3 separate regions of the Zea mays genome follow, and regions 2 and 3 are each linked to region 1. A link is a contact called in public Hi-C data. All regions are on one chromosome and are shown on one strand. Each heading gives the region's core, a stretch centred on a gene start, on an enhancer-like site or on the middle of the called end of the contact. The rest is flanking DNA. Distances are from core to core; before and after follow the strand shown.

Region 1 (3,853 bases), core at 691-3,190:
ATTAATAAATAGTCTATAAAAAGATAACCGTAAGTTCCCACATGGAGATAAGCTTAAGCCCCCCACGTAAAAATGATAAAGTATATTAATTTGATATAAATTTGGAAATTATTTCAATGATTTTGGCCTAGAGATATGTTTAAACAAAAAAATGATGTACTACAAAGTTATAGATCTCTTCAACCTCTACAATTTTTATATAAACTTTATCTTCATATGATTTCATATGTAAAGTTATGATTTTATAACTATTTTATGCAGAAAAAGAAAAACGGGTACCCGAATTCCGGGTACCCGTATCCGACTCGAATATTCGGGTATTTACCGGGTAGTACTCGCTCTGTATCTGACCCGAATCCGAAGTTGCAGTATCCGGGTATTACCTGTATCTGTCTCGAATATAAAAATACCCGAATCCATATCCGAAAAACAGGTATTTACACTATCCATATCTGGTACCCGACGGGTATACCCGACCCGTTTTCACTCCTAGAAGCTAGTCTACAAGTCAAACACTTTCCTAAACTTGTAGCTTTGAAGTAGAGTTGCTCAACTCTGAAGTTAATAAAGTTGAATTGGTTTTTATGAAACTGAGCTGTGTCAAATAGCCCCTAAGAACAACTCTAATAGATCTCTAAAAAAGGTCCTTAAACTCAGGTTTAGCAAGTCGCTAAATAGCTATAGAGAGTAAAAAATAGCTATAGAGAGTAAAAAATAACTTGGTCTCCAAAAGTTTTTAATATTTGGGAAGTAGTTCAGTTTTGAATCTAGTTTTGGTAGGTTCATTTTCTTTTTTCTGGAGTTCGATCAAGATTTTGTCTCCCTGATAGCCTACTTCTCTGTAGCGGCGGCGTGAGCGCCGATAGACTGCAACAATTACATACAATGTCTCCTAGAAGCTAGTAATCATGTTAGTGCCTTGTATCTATCTACTATATCCAATAACGTAGAAGGAGGTGAACCTTGAGCCTGCGCATCGGACCTGGCAGGGCGGCATAGCTAGCTTGACGGCAGGGTCGAGTGTCAAGAAGTTCAACGGCGAAGGAGAATGCTTAGTCGTCTGGCGACGCCAGAGCTGCCTTGGTGGCATAGTCGTGGGGCCGAGGAGCAGGGTTACTCCCGTCGGACCTAGCAGATGGAGGGGTTGAGGGTAGAAGACATCGAGGGTGGAGTAGACCGGTTGGCGCAACCTGTGGAGGAGCGGTGGACCAAAAATTTATGCCACACGTGTCGGACCCGACTGTCTCGCTACGGTCCGACCTAGCTACATAGCTGCATAAGAAAGAACGAGCATACGGTGCGAAGAAATCAATGCCAACTACGTTTGAGAAGTTGTTGGATAGCAAATAACTAAATTTAGCAAGTCTATTTAGAGAATTATTGGAGAAACGTTAGTCGCTCTAACTCGCCTTCTAGCTTGAATCAAGGCGTGGCTGGCTGCTACTCAGCTAAACCAAGTGCCAGCCTTGCTGTCACTAGGGTGAAAACGGGACAGGATTACCCGGCGGGTACCGGATACGGGTACTTAAAATACCCTGTTTTTCGGGTACCGGATACGGGTAATTTTGTATACGGGTCGGATACGGATACTACCCGGATATGCATCAGTCGGATACGGGTAGGATACATGATGACCACTACCCGGCAAATACCCGAGAAGTACGGGTAGGATACGGGTACCCGGTTAGCGGGTACCCGCTTCAGTTCCTGCATGCATTGTGCCTGTACGTGGAACGTCTCGGGCTCTCGGCTCATGCATGCTCGTTGTGGAACGTCTCGGGCTCTCGGCTCATGCATGCTCGTTTCAATTTTCTAGTGCCTGTGCGTGGAATGTCAAGCCCATGCTTGTTTCATGAACATGCTACGTGCAAACAGGCCCAGTCGGCAGCCCCAGTCCATCCGGCCATTTGTTTGGACGACCAGACGTCCACCAGTCACCACGCGACCACGGTCCACGGACTCACGGAGACAGACGCAGACGCCGCACCCGCACGGCCGTAGCTAGCCCTAGCCGCCAGGCACCAGCGGCCAGCCGGAGGCCCGGACGACTGGACTGCCATTCTGCCAAAGCCGTCGTCGCCACAGGGAAGCGCCAGTACGCCGCCGCGCCGGTACGCCGCTCGGCCCTTCTACAGGTGAGTCTCCACCCCGCTCATGGCAGTTCGCCTGTTTCCATCCGACACTCAGGTTTACTGCACCTGTTCCAGTGTTCGTAGTCCCAGTTGTTCCGGCGAGTGGCGACTATCAGCTTCAGAGCTTCCCCAAATCAGCCACTAGAAAGGTCAGCATCAACATTCACTGTCCGAGCATCTCTTATTCTGTTTAGTCAGGTGTTCATGTCACTGAGATGGAGGATGTAAATCAGTTTTCATGTCACTGAGAATATCTTATTTTATTTAGGAATTGGCAGCACCATGGATGTAAATCACATCACTGAGATGGAGGATGGTTTAAATGATGATGAAATGGAATATCCATTTGAGGGTGATGCTAATGCCAGTAACAATGATCAGATAGTAGAGGACCATGCTGATGATGCCCCTATTGCTAGTGGTGAGAATGCCATCGTCCAACAGCAAGTTGGTCTGAGAAAGAAGAAGTACATGTATGTGAATGACCATCGTGTTGTGAAACAACGGAAACTAGTACCAACAGTGACAATTCCCGCTATGAACAAGGATAAAGGTCCAATGCCAATGAGTATCTCCAAGATGAAAACCAAGAAGCCAATCGGTACCCCTACTAGCAGCAAGCTAATGGCATCTGCATTCAAGGTCACATCAAGCAAGAATGAACTTATGGTTTTAATGCAAAAATCAGCTGAAGGTAATGACTTTGTGCATTTTCTTTTCATAGGCTGCAAGTTTCAATTTGCAATAAAAAATGTTTTTTGTTGTAGTTGTGCAACCTGCAATTGCAAGTGCTACCGCTAGTGCAAACGCAAGTGCAAGTTCAAGTGTAAGGGCAAGTGCAAGTGCAAGCATACCAGCAAGTGCCCAAGCAAGTGTCGGCGACGATGAAAAACAAGTAGATGGCCAGATTGGGAAAAGACTCACTTCATGGGTCTGGCAACATTTCACAAGGTATGAAATAGATGTTGAGCAACCTGATGGTTCCAGTGTTAAGCAAAAGTGGGCAAAATGTCTTCGATGTTCACATAAAGCTAAGGCTGATGCTTCAAATGGTACAAAGGCTTTTAGTAACCACTTAAAATTGAAACATTGTCTTGTGAAGGGTCAACAACAGCTAAGTCAGAGTGGGAATGACATAGCGACATATAAATATGATGAGAAAGCCAGTGTGAGACTTCTATATTATGCCATCATCATGCATGAATATCCATTCATTGTTGCCGAACACAAGTATTTTATGAAATTTATCAAATCACTACGGCCATCCTTTCCTTTCAAGTCTCGTATCACTGTTCGTAAAGAGATCCTTCGCTATGTTGTTTGCGCTTTTGTAATAAACTATGTAGCATGTTGTGTATCTCTTTTAATGTTGCGGCGAACTTGTGTGAAATATCCACTATCTATTATATATTTGTGGAATTGTGAACTTGTGGATTATACATAAAAGACGGGGTATGCTGCTGATTTACTTTTAAAATTGTGTTGTTTCTTCTATAATGAACCTGTGTGAAATATCTACTATTTGTTATATACTTGTGGACTTGTGGAGTATGCCTAAAAGAGGGGATATGCTGCTGATTTTTTTTTTGAAATTGTGTTTTTAGTTCTATAATGAACTTGTGGTTAGTAACTTGAATTGTATGTGTCCATTTTGTCAATATTTGGCTTTTTCATCAGGACAGACTATCCGACTAATATCCGTTATCTATCCGGGTAATATC
Region 2 (3,853 bases), core at 1,000-3,499, 470 kb before region 1:
TTCCAATTACAGTTATGTCACACTTAAAGTTTTCATAGCCAGCTTGACACTAACCCACTAGGTATAAAGGTTATGGCTCTCTAACTTCTGAAGGATGTTATATTATTTTCTGTTGATCTTAGATACCTACAACAAGAGCTAGGTCACCAAAGCTTGGTCGCTCCAAGAACACATCCTCAGGAGGGACAGAAGGGAATCCAAATCCTCCAGCTCGTTCAGGTCGACTGAGTCTCGATGAAAGGGTCTCCCAAAATGGTGTCAAGAAAGCACCTGCTGCAAATGCAGTGAAGAAGCCCCAACGGAAATCTCTACCTAAACTGCCTTCAGAGCAAACAACCAAAGTTGACATTGCACCATCTGTTCCATCTGCAGAAGAGCTAGAAAACAAGTCGCCGACGAAGGGTCTTGATCGAGAGCCGATCCGCGCTCAAATTACACCTGACGAACCTGGACTTACTGCATAGGAACCTATCAAGCCGACTCCTATGAAAGGAGGGAGTTGTGCCCCAGCTTCCTTTATCACATTTTGCTATTTCTGCAGTAAACTGCTGGCTGGTATTATGTATTAGAATTAGTCTCAGCACCAGGAGCTTGAAGAGTGGCAAGTGACACCGTGTATTCTTTATCTTAGTTTCTGTTGACATACCAGGTATTTGTAGTTGGCAGACAGGCAGAATTTCATATTATTCTCCAGGGCTACCAGTCAATTAAGTTGCCGTCCAAGTAAGATATGTACACGATTTTGCAAAGCTTTGTGATTCAGTGCATCAGTTCTTGCAGTTCGATATCTGCTCTTCTTGGAAGATGCTCTGCTCGGATGAAGCAGCAGGAAGGGGTTTTGACGTTTATTTCACGAGGGATACTGCATTACTAGTAATGATACACAAGTGACTAGGAACATACTGCACGTACAAGTTCAGCAGGGTCTCAATCTACATATCTACTATACATAGCCCTGCAAAGTCTATAGACGCTAATAGGCTTAGGCGCGTGTGTGCTCTGCCAGATTCAGTTTTACATGTGCCGTGATTCAGTTCACAAGCGGCGAGGAGCCTGCCGGCGATGTGAGTCACTCGTCGGGGGTTTCTGCACGGTTATCACCCAGTCACTCTCCACTCTCCAGGGTTCCAGATTCAGCTTCGTTCACAGGCGGTGGTGAGATCTAGATCGAGTTCACGATCATCTAAGAGGCCGCTGTGATGGAAGGACGCTGAGCTGCCCCCTGGAACAGCGAAGGCGGTGGCAAGGGCTCGGAGTTCTCTTCCTCGTCTTCCTCGGCGTCCCACAGGAACCCGGCGTAAGAGCCCAGGACGTAGCTGAAGCGGAAGCAAGATCACTGTTGTCAGCGCGATCTGAATAGACAGTATATGTGTATATCGGCGTGTAACAAGAATCACGGTGATGTCACTGACCAGTCGTCGGGCGCGGCCTGGACGGCGCGGCTGTAGTAGTCCTCGGCGCGGCCAGCGTCGCGGCTGGTCTCCCAAACGAGGCCCGCGTAGAGCGACAGCGCCTCGGCGTCGCCGGGGCTGGCGAGGATGGCGCGCTCGCAGTACTCCTGCGCCCTTGCCGCGTCCCCGGCCACCTCCTTGAGGAACCTGGCGTAGTTGACCAGGAGCAGCGAGTTGCCCGGGTCCGCCTCGATCATCTGCCGGTAGTGGGCGTCCGTGGCGGCGCGGTTGCTGCCACCGTCGCCGTCCCCGATCCCACCCTTGCCGCCGCTGCTGCCGCACGCCTTCCCGCCCCCGCCGCTGCCCCCGACGCCCTGCTCCACGAACGCCAGCGCCGCGGCGGCGGACACGTCCAGCCCCGTGTTCGTCAGCAGCCGACGCAGCGGCAGCGGCACGTCCACGCCGGCCCCCGCGACCGCGACCAGGTCCTCCTCCTCCTCGCCCTCGCCGTCCTCCTCCTCGACGAAGATGGAGGCGGACGAGGACAAGGACGCGGACAGGGACAGCCTCGGCGCCCTCCCGTGTCCATCGTCCTTCTTGGGCACGAGCGGCGCGGCGAGGTCCCCCTCGGACATGGCGCGGCACAGCACCGGCCCATGCCTAGGCGCCGCCACTGCCGGTGACAACAACGGCGAAACCACCGCGAGGTGCTCGACCGACGCCGCCGCAGCCGGCGCGCGCCCGCAGTTGAGCAGCGGCGAGGACGCGCTCCGAAGCAGCATCACGCCAGCCAGACTTCACTCGTCCTCGGCTCTCGGGCCCTCTCTCTCTCTCTCTCGCAAATATCGCGAGCGGCAGTGTCCGCGCCCGTGCCACTGAGTCACTGACATCCCACGGGGCCGCGAATATTTATAAGCCCGCGCGGCGCGCGCACGTGATGGCGTCCGGCGTGGCGTCCGCTGAGTGGCCGCAGCGATACGCGCCGTGGGTCCCGTGTTGGCCCGCCGGCTGCCGCAGTGGCTGTCGCTTTGGGAGGTGGGGCCCGTTGGTGGAGGGGCGGGCCCGAGAGCGGACGGACGAAACGAGCTGCGGGCTACGCGACGGAACGCGGGGCAGCGGGTGGGTGAGCGCGACGGCGGTTGGACTGCCGGACGGGTACTGATTTGCCCTTGGCTACCAATGATTGGCCGCCGCAAGGTTTTACATGCTTGGCTGCCATGAGCGGACAGCAACCAGGGCGTCGGTCTACGGCGGCTGAGGGACAGAGCTGTGTGGAGCTCGCGCCGTGGTTAGATGGGTCAAGTTGTGTGTGAAAACGGTGTGGTTTTAGAGGAGAACAAATTCAAAAGATAGGTAGGCTCAAGATCTTCGTTTGGGATGATAGGTTGCTAGAGGGTTTTGAACAGGGGAACCTATTTATGTTCAAATGGCAGGATGTCATATACACAATGTGAGATAAATGTCTTAGATTTAAAATATGCACGTGAACACTGAATATGTTGCCTTTGGATAGAGAGGAGCGAGGAGCAATTTTTTCTTTAACTCTCACTTCCAAATATAAATGAACATACATACTCATGATCTGAATCTGTGAGAGCTATATTGAATGCTTGTTTGATAGAGCTCCACGGGTAGAAGAAGTGAACCTGGATCCTATATTTATCTAGATGCACCGTGAAGCAGCTCTGCCATAGATCTAAGACTCGCTAAATTATTTGATATAACTCTACATCTCTTTGTATCTCACTGTCACCTTGGATCCCATACGCCGAAAAAAAGAATAAAATCATGGCAACTTTAAAAAAAACTTCGTGAACAAATCTGCTCCAAAAAAACCCTACCAAGTGGCCCTAAATCATTAGAACATGTAGTTCTACTAAACTTGTGAAAATGTATTGTTAATATTTATGACTCAACATAGTTATATCATAAATATATATTCAATAATAAATATAATAATATATATTTGTAGTCCTTTATATGTTTTTCCTCAAATTAACTTTGAGTAGTTAAGCTAGTACCGTGTGTTTGTTATAAGAAAGAAAATCGAAACAAAAGGTTTTTTTTATTCTATTGCAATATAGCCATTGATTTCTACACTTAATTTTACTTTATTATAGATCCTTGATTCTAGAAGTTCCTTCTCTAAGAATTTGGTTTCAATTAATTCTATATATTATTATTTTTATCTTTTAATTAATGGGTCTCGTTTTATTAGAAACCGTAAAAGACTATTTGAATTTACTATAATTGTTTATGCAGGCATTTTATGATTAAGAACTATTTTTTTCTTAGGCATACTGTGTGGCCGTAGTTTACTATAACGCTTGAATACGCTATATATATATATATATATATATATATATATATATATATATATATATATATATATATATATATATATATATATATATATATATATATATATATATATCCGTGCTCAGATCATTGGATTAAACATT
Region 3 (3,853 bases), core at 344-2,843, 290 kb before region 1:
AAAGGATTTTTTTGAGAATTGGTGAACACAACGTAGATAATCTCCATGTAATGATACACAATGGAGTAGATCTCCCAGTAGTGGGCAAAATTTTGCTACCTAAAATCATGGTCTCAAGGCTAATATATTCAAGGAACATACCGCAACCAATGCTTAGGTCTCCACTACCCTGTGCTTGACCAAAATTTCAAAAAATGGTAATCACCATAAAGGTGAATAACCAAAAACACATCTCATACATATTTACTTGGGAGGACACATAGGTAATCATCATGATCATATGATGTAGACCTCTTATTGATGGTCAAATAACTTTTTTGCTGTCTAAAAGCTTGGTCTCAGGGCAAATAAATTCCAAGAACTTATTGGAGGCAAAGCCTAGATCTCCATCATGTGTTTAACAATCCCAAGTTGAAGAAATGCACCATATTCAAGAACTTTTGAGTTGTCAGTGTGACCGCAACATCCTATGTGGCTCACATAGCCCACGACGCCTGCATGGTCCGTGATTTTTTCGGGTTAGCACATATAGGTAATCATCTCGAAAGATGTAGACCTTTTAGTGATAAGCATTTCAAATGCGGCCTAAAGCACGGTCTCTGGGCTACTAAACTCTATAAAGAATTTAGCGCAGCTAGTGCTTAGGACTCCATCACTCTATGTTTTGCCCAAAAATGCAACCTTATTTTGCATGAGGACCATTAAGTTTCAACTTAATTATGTGCTATGTTTTCCATGCAAACATAAAAGAATGTAAGAACAAAAATAAGTCGAAAATATGTGAAATAACATATATCGTCAGCCAGCAGTCTAAATATTCAAATTTAGACACACTAACACTGATTAAGACAGTAGTTTGAACTAACATCGAGATATTCTGACTGAAAATGCAGAAAATAAAATTAGAAAAAAATGAAAAGGAGCATGTGGCCCAATCTGGCCAAAATGGCCCATGGTGTTCGACTTGGTCCACGGCACAAAAAGGAACAGGTCGATCGCTCCTACGATTAGGGGGTGTCGCCGCCTAGCATGGTCGGTCGCTCCTATCTGCCTGCGCCGGGGTGCGGCTGCCGTGGCCGGAGCACGTTCGCCCACGCCGGGGGCTCGGCCGCCCGCGCGTGGCCAGGGCTGGCCGCCCACGCCGCGCCTGCCCGCTCGCTCGTGTGCACGCTCGCCTATGCCGATCCGTGGCCGAGGCCGGGGTCACTCGCTTGGCCAGGGCACACCGTGGCTGGGGCCCGCCGTAGCCGAGGCTTTCCGCACCCGCGCGAGGCAGTGCCGAGGTCGTCGCGAGCATACACCGCGTCAACTATTTTTCTCAGGAGACAAATCTTCCAGCTAGATGGCGCTAACGAGAAGAACGAGGCAGCGTTGGCATGGGGATATTGCGCCTCCTCGATTCTAGCTTGTGAACAAAACAGTTACGCCATTCGCAGTTGGACCGGAATAATGTTAGGTTAATGTTATCGAAACGCGTAACATACTGTTATGCATTAATTAAGTGAAATTTAAATTATAGACGCATCGGTCACCTCAGCCTTAAATTCCACCTCGGCGACCATTCGTCTTCTGCACCAGCACCTGCACCTGTGCATCGCACTCGCAATCGCAGCTCAAGCGTCAATAAAATGCAGGCGGCAGCGAAATCATACTCCACACCAGACACCACAGACCCGCTCACGGCTATGGCTAATGTTTCACAGGCCGTAGCTATGCCGTCCTCCTCCCGCCGCCACGGTGGTCGCCACAGAGCAGAACCTCCCTCGCATTCACCAGCGCCCAGTGAGCCGAGGGACTGGACGGCGCTGCCTCAGGACATCCTGATAACCGTCTTCCTCAAGCTTGGGCCCCGCGAGATCATGCTGGGCGCGGAGTTCGTGTGCACGACGTGGCGACGCGTAGCCGTCGGCGAGGCTCTGCTGTGGCGCCGCATCGACATGATTTCGGCTTTTTACCCCGCCAGGCGCTCGATGGCGCGTGTCGCGCTAGATCGTAGCGCGGGGCAGTGCGAAGCCTTTTGGGAATTCTGCGACAGTGAGATGCTGCTCTATCTTGTGAAAAGGTATGGTCTAGTCCTTTGCCTCTCCATCTCCCGAGTTTGTTTCCATTTTTTAGTATTATCATTAGCTTGAAAGTAGCACTTAGCTTTTCAAATGTATTCAATCGATTGTATAAAATATCCTTCTTGGTATCTCCGAGAGTTCGAAAACTCACTCCCGATCTGAATTTTTTTAGCAAAATTACAGAAGAAACTGGTCTCCAATAACTTCCTGTCTTACTTAACATCTAATCTTCGCACTTGTGAAAATAGGGGCTAACAGCGTGTGAAAATATAAGCGAGCGCGTTTAAGTGCATTCTTTGGAAGCACTACTTTTTAAGAAACATGTTTTATAAAAATTGATATTATTACAAACATAATAGTATTTATCGTAGTTTATAGAAGCTCGCCTCTCCCTAGCTAAAACCAAATTATTAAAACTGAAGTGGTTTCAAACACCATAAACCATTTTTTTCACATAAATCAGTTTCTAAAAACTAAAGATAAAAACTGGATTCGTAAAAACTGTTACTTTCAAACAGGACCTAAAGGTAGGGATACGAAAAGAATAAGCTGTAGAATAGGGGTTTAATGAAGACAAATAAAATGTAAAACTAGTTTATGTGGTTAGATAATAGTACCTAGATTTTAAAAACTTCATAAGCGACCCATCGAATATGCGCCCAGTACTTTTTAGGCTCTTAGCCAACTCTTGGATTTATCAATTTTTTTAAAATTTCGGAACTATAGTAGGTGGTATGAAATTTGTACTACTAGTCATCGTTGTGCTTCTAAGAATTGATAAATGTTCTATTATAAGGTTGAAACGGCTAAACTTACTAATTTGTAGAATATATTATATTTTGGATAATTTTTGTGTGCAGTGATTGTTTCATTTAAAGTGGTTTATGGTGTGTTTAGGAACACAGTTTTCTACAGTATTGGAACAATACTCAGTATTTTATAATACCATGTAATTGTAAATTAAGCTTATGTCATATCATTTGTATACCGTGGTATTTGAAATATTTTGGTTTTGAAAACCTGTGTTACCAAACACCCCCTTACAGTTATGAGTTATGATATTATGGTCTCGTACAAATAATATCCGTTATGTTCTAGCCTAGCTGCTTATTCTGAAAGCACTATTAATACTTATGTTGACTATATAGGCTGCTAATTTATAGCGTTGCTTATTACAGAGCACCCTGTTTGAAAAGCCTCCATCTCTCAACTTTTAATGGCAGCCAACTTGTTGCAGTGCTTAAGAAACTCCCTCTCCTCGAGGATCTTGAAGTATCTCCCTCGTTGTATTTCTGTAGCACCGAAACATTCTTGGAATATGTGTTTCAAGCTTGCCCCCTTCTCAGGAAACTCAGAATCAGGTTCCGCACTGGTGGATATTATTGTGGTGATGACTGGATGATGAACGAGATTATAGGTACATTCACAAGAATGTCTGAACTACGCTCCTTAGCATTGCTGGACTGTGACCTAACTGCTGAAGGATTGACAGCCATACTTGATCACTCCCCTGTACTCGAAGATCTCTACATTACAGGTTATTTTGATGGTATAATGGATGCAGAGCTATGTGCAAAATGTGCGAAAGTGAAGAAACTGACCCTTCCAGATATCTCGGACTCGGACGAAGAAGAGTCGGACGAAGAAGAGTATTATTGGGGCGTGTATTATGAAAACAGCAGCGATTATGAATTTTAGAGAACTGATCATGGTGGAAGAGATTTCCGTGATTATAATAGCTGGGAGATTCCTTGCAACGAAATGGCTGTGCCATCTGTCATCAAAGTTTT

The links. Hi-C and Micro-C count contacts between places; a contact is called where the count stands out from the background.
Region 2: a Hi-C map of tassel shows a contact between it and region 1, with 2.2 times the contacts expected there. The contact joins the promoter of LOC100383344 here to the promoter of LOC103638693 in region 1. A contact is called at or near these places in 4 of 25 Hi-C or Micro-C datasets (bundle sheath, ear, leaf and 1 more).
Region 3: a contact with region 1 is called in a Hi-C map of ear, with 4 times the contacts expected there. The contact joins the promoter of LOC103638699 here to the promoter of LOC103638693 in region 1. A contact is called at or near these places in 2 of 25 Hi-C or Micro-C datasets (ear and tassel).

The regions. Positions count from the first base shown.
Region 1 is chr9:95,697,886-95,701,738 of Zm-B73-REFERENCE-NAM-5.0, reverse strand. It overlaps LOC103638693, which reads left to right and starts at 1,940. Exons shown (of 4, transcript XM_008661534.3): 1 at 1,940-2,135; 2 at 2,208-2,281; 3 at 2,401-2,826; 4 at 2,900-3,646. The coding sequence starts at 2,415. The coding sequence ends at 3,576.
Region 2 is chr9:96,166,513-96,170,365 of Zm-B73-REFERENCE-NAM-5.0, reverse strand. It overlaps LOC100383344, which reads right to left and starts at 2,249. Exons shown (of 2, transcript NM_001176000.1): 1 at 1,413-2,249; 2 at 821-1,316. The coding sequence starts at 2,173. The coding sequence ends at 1,184. It overlaps LOC100192097, which reads left to right. Exons shown (of 9, transcript NM_001137520.1): 9 at 123-730. The coding sequence ends at 464.
Region 3 is chr9:95,986,799-95,990,651 of Zm-B73-REFERENCE-NAM-5.0, reverse strand. It overlaps LOC103638699 (putative F-box/LRR-repeat protein 22), which reads left to right and starts at 1,593. Exons shown (of 2, transcript XM_020544168.1): 1 at 1,593-2,062; 2 at 3,301-3,853. The coding sequence starts at 1,629. The coding sequence ends at 3,307.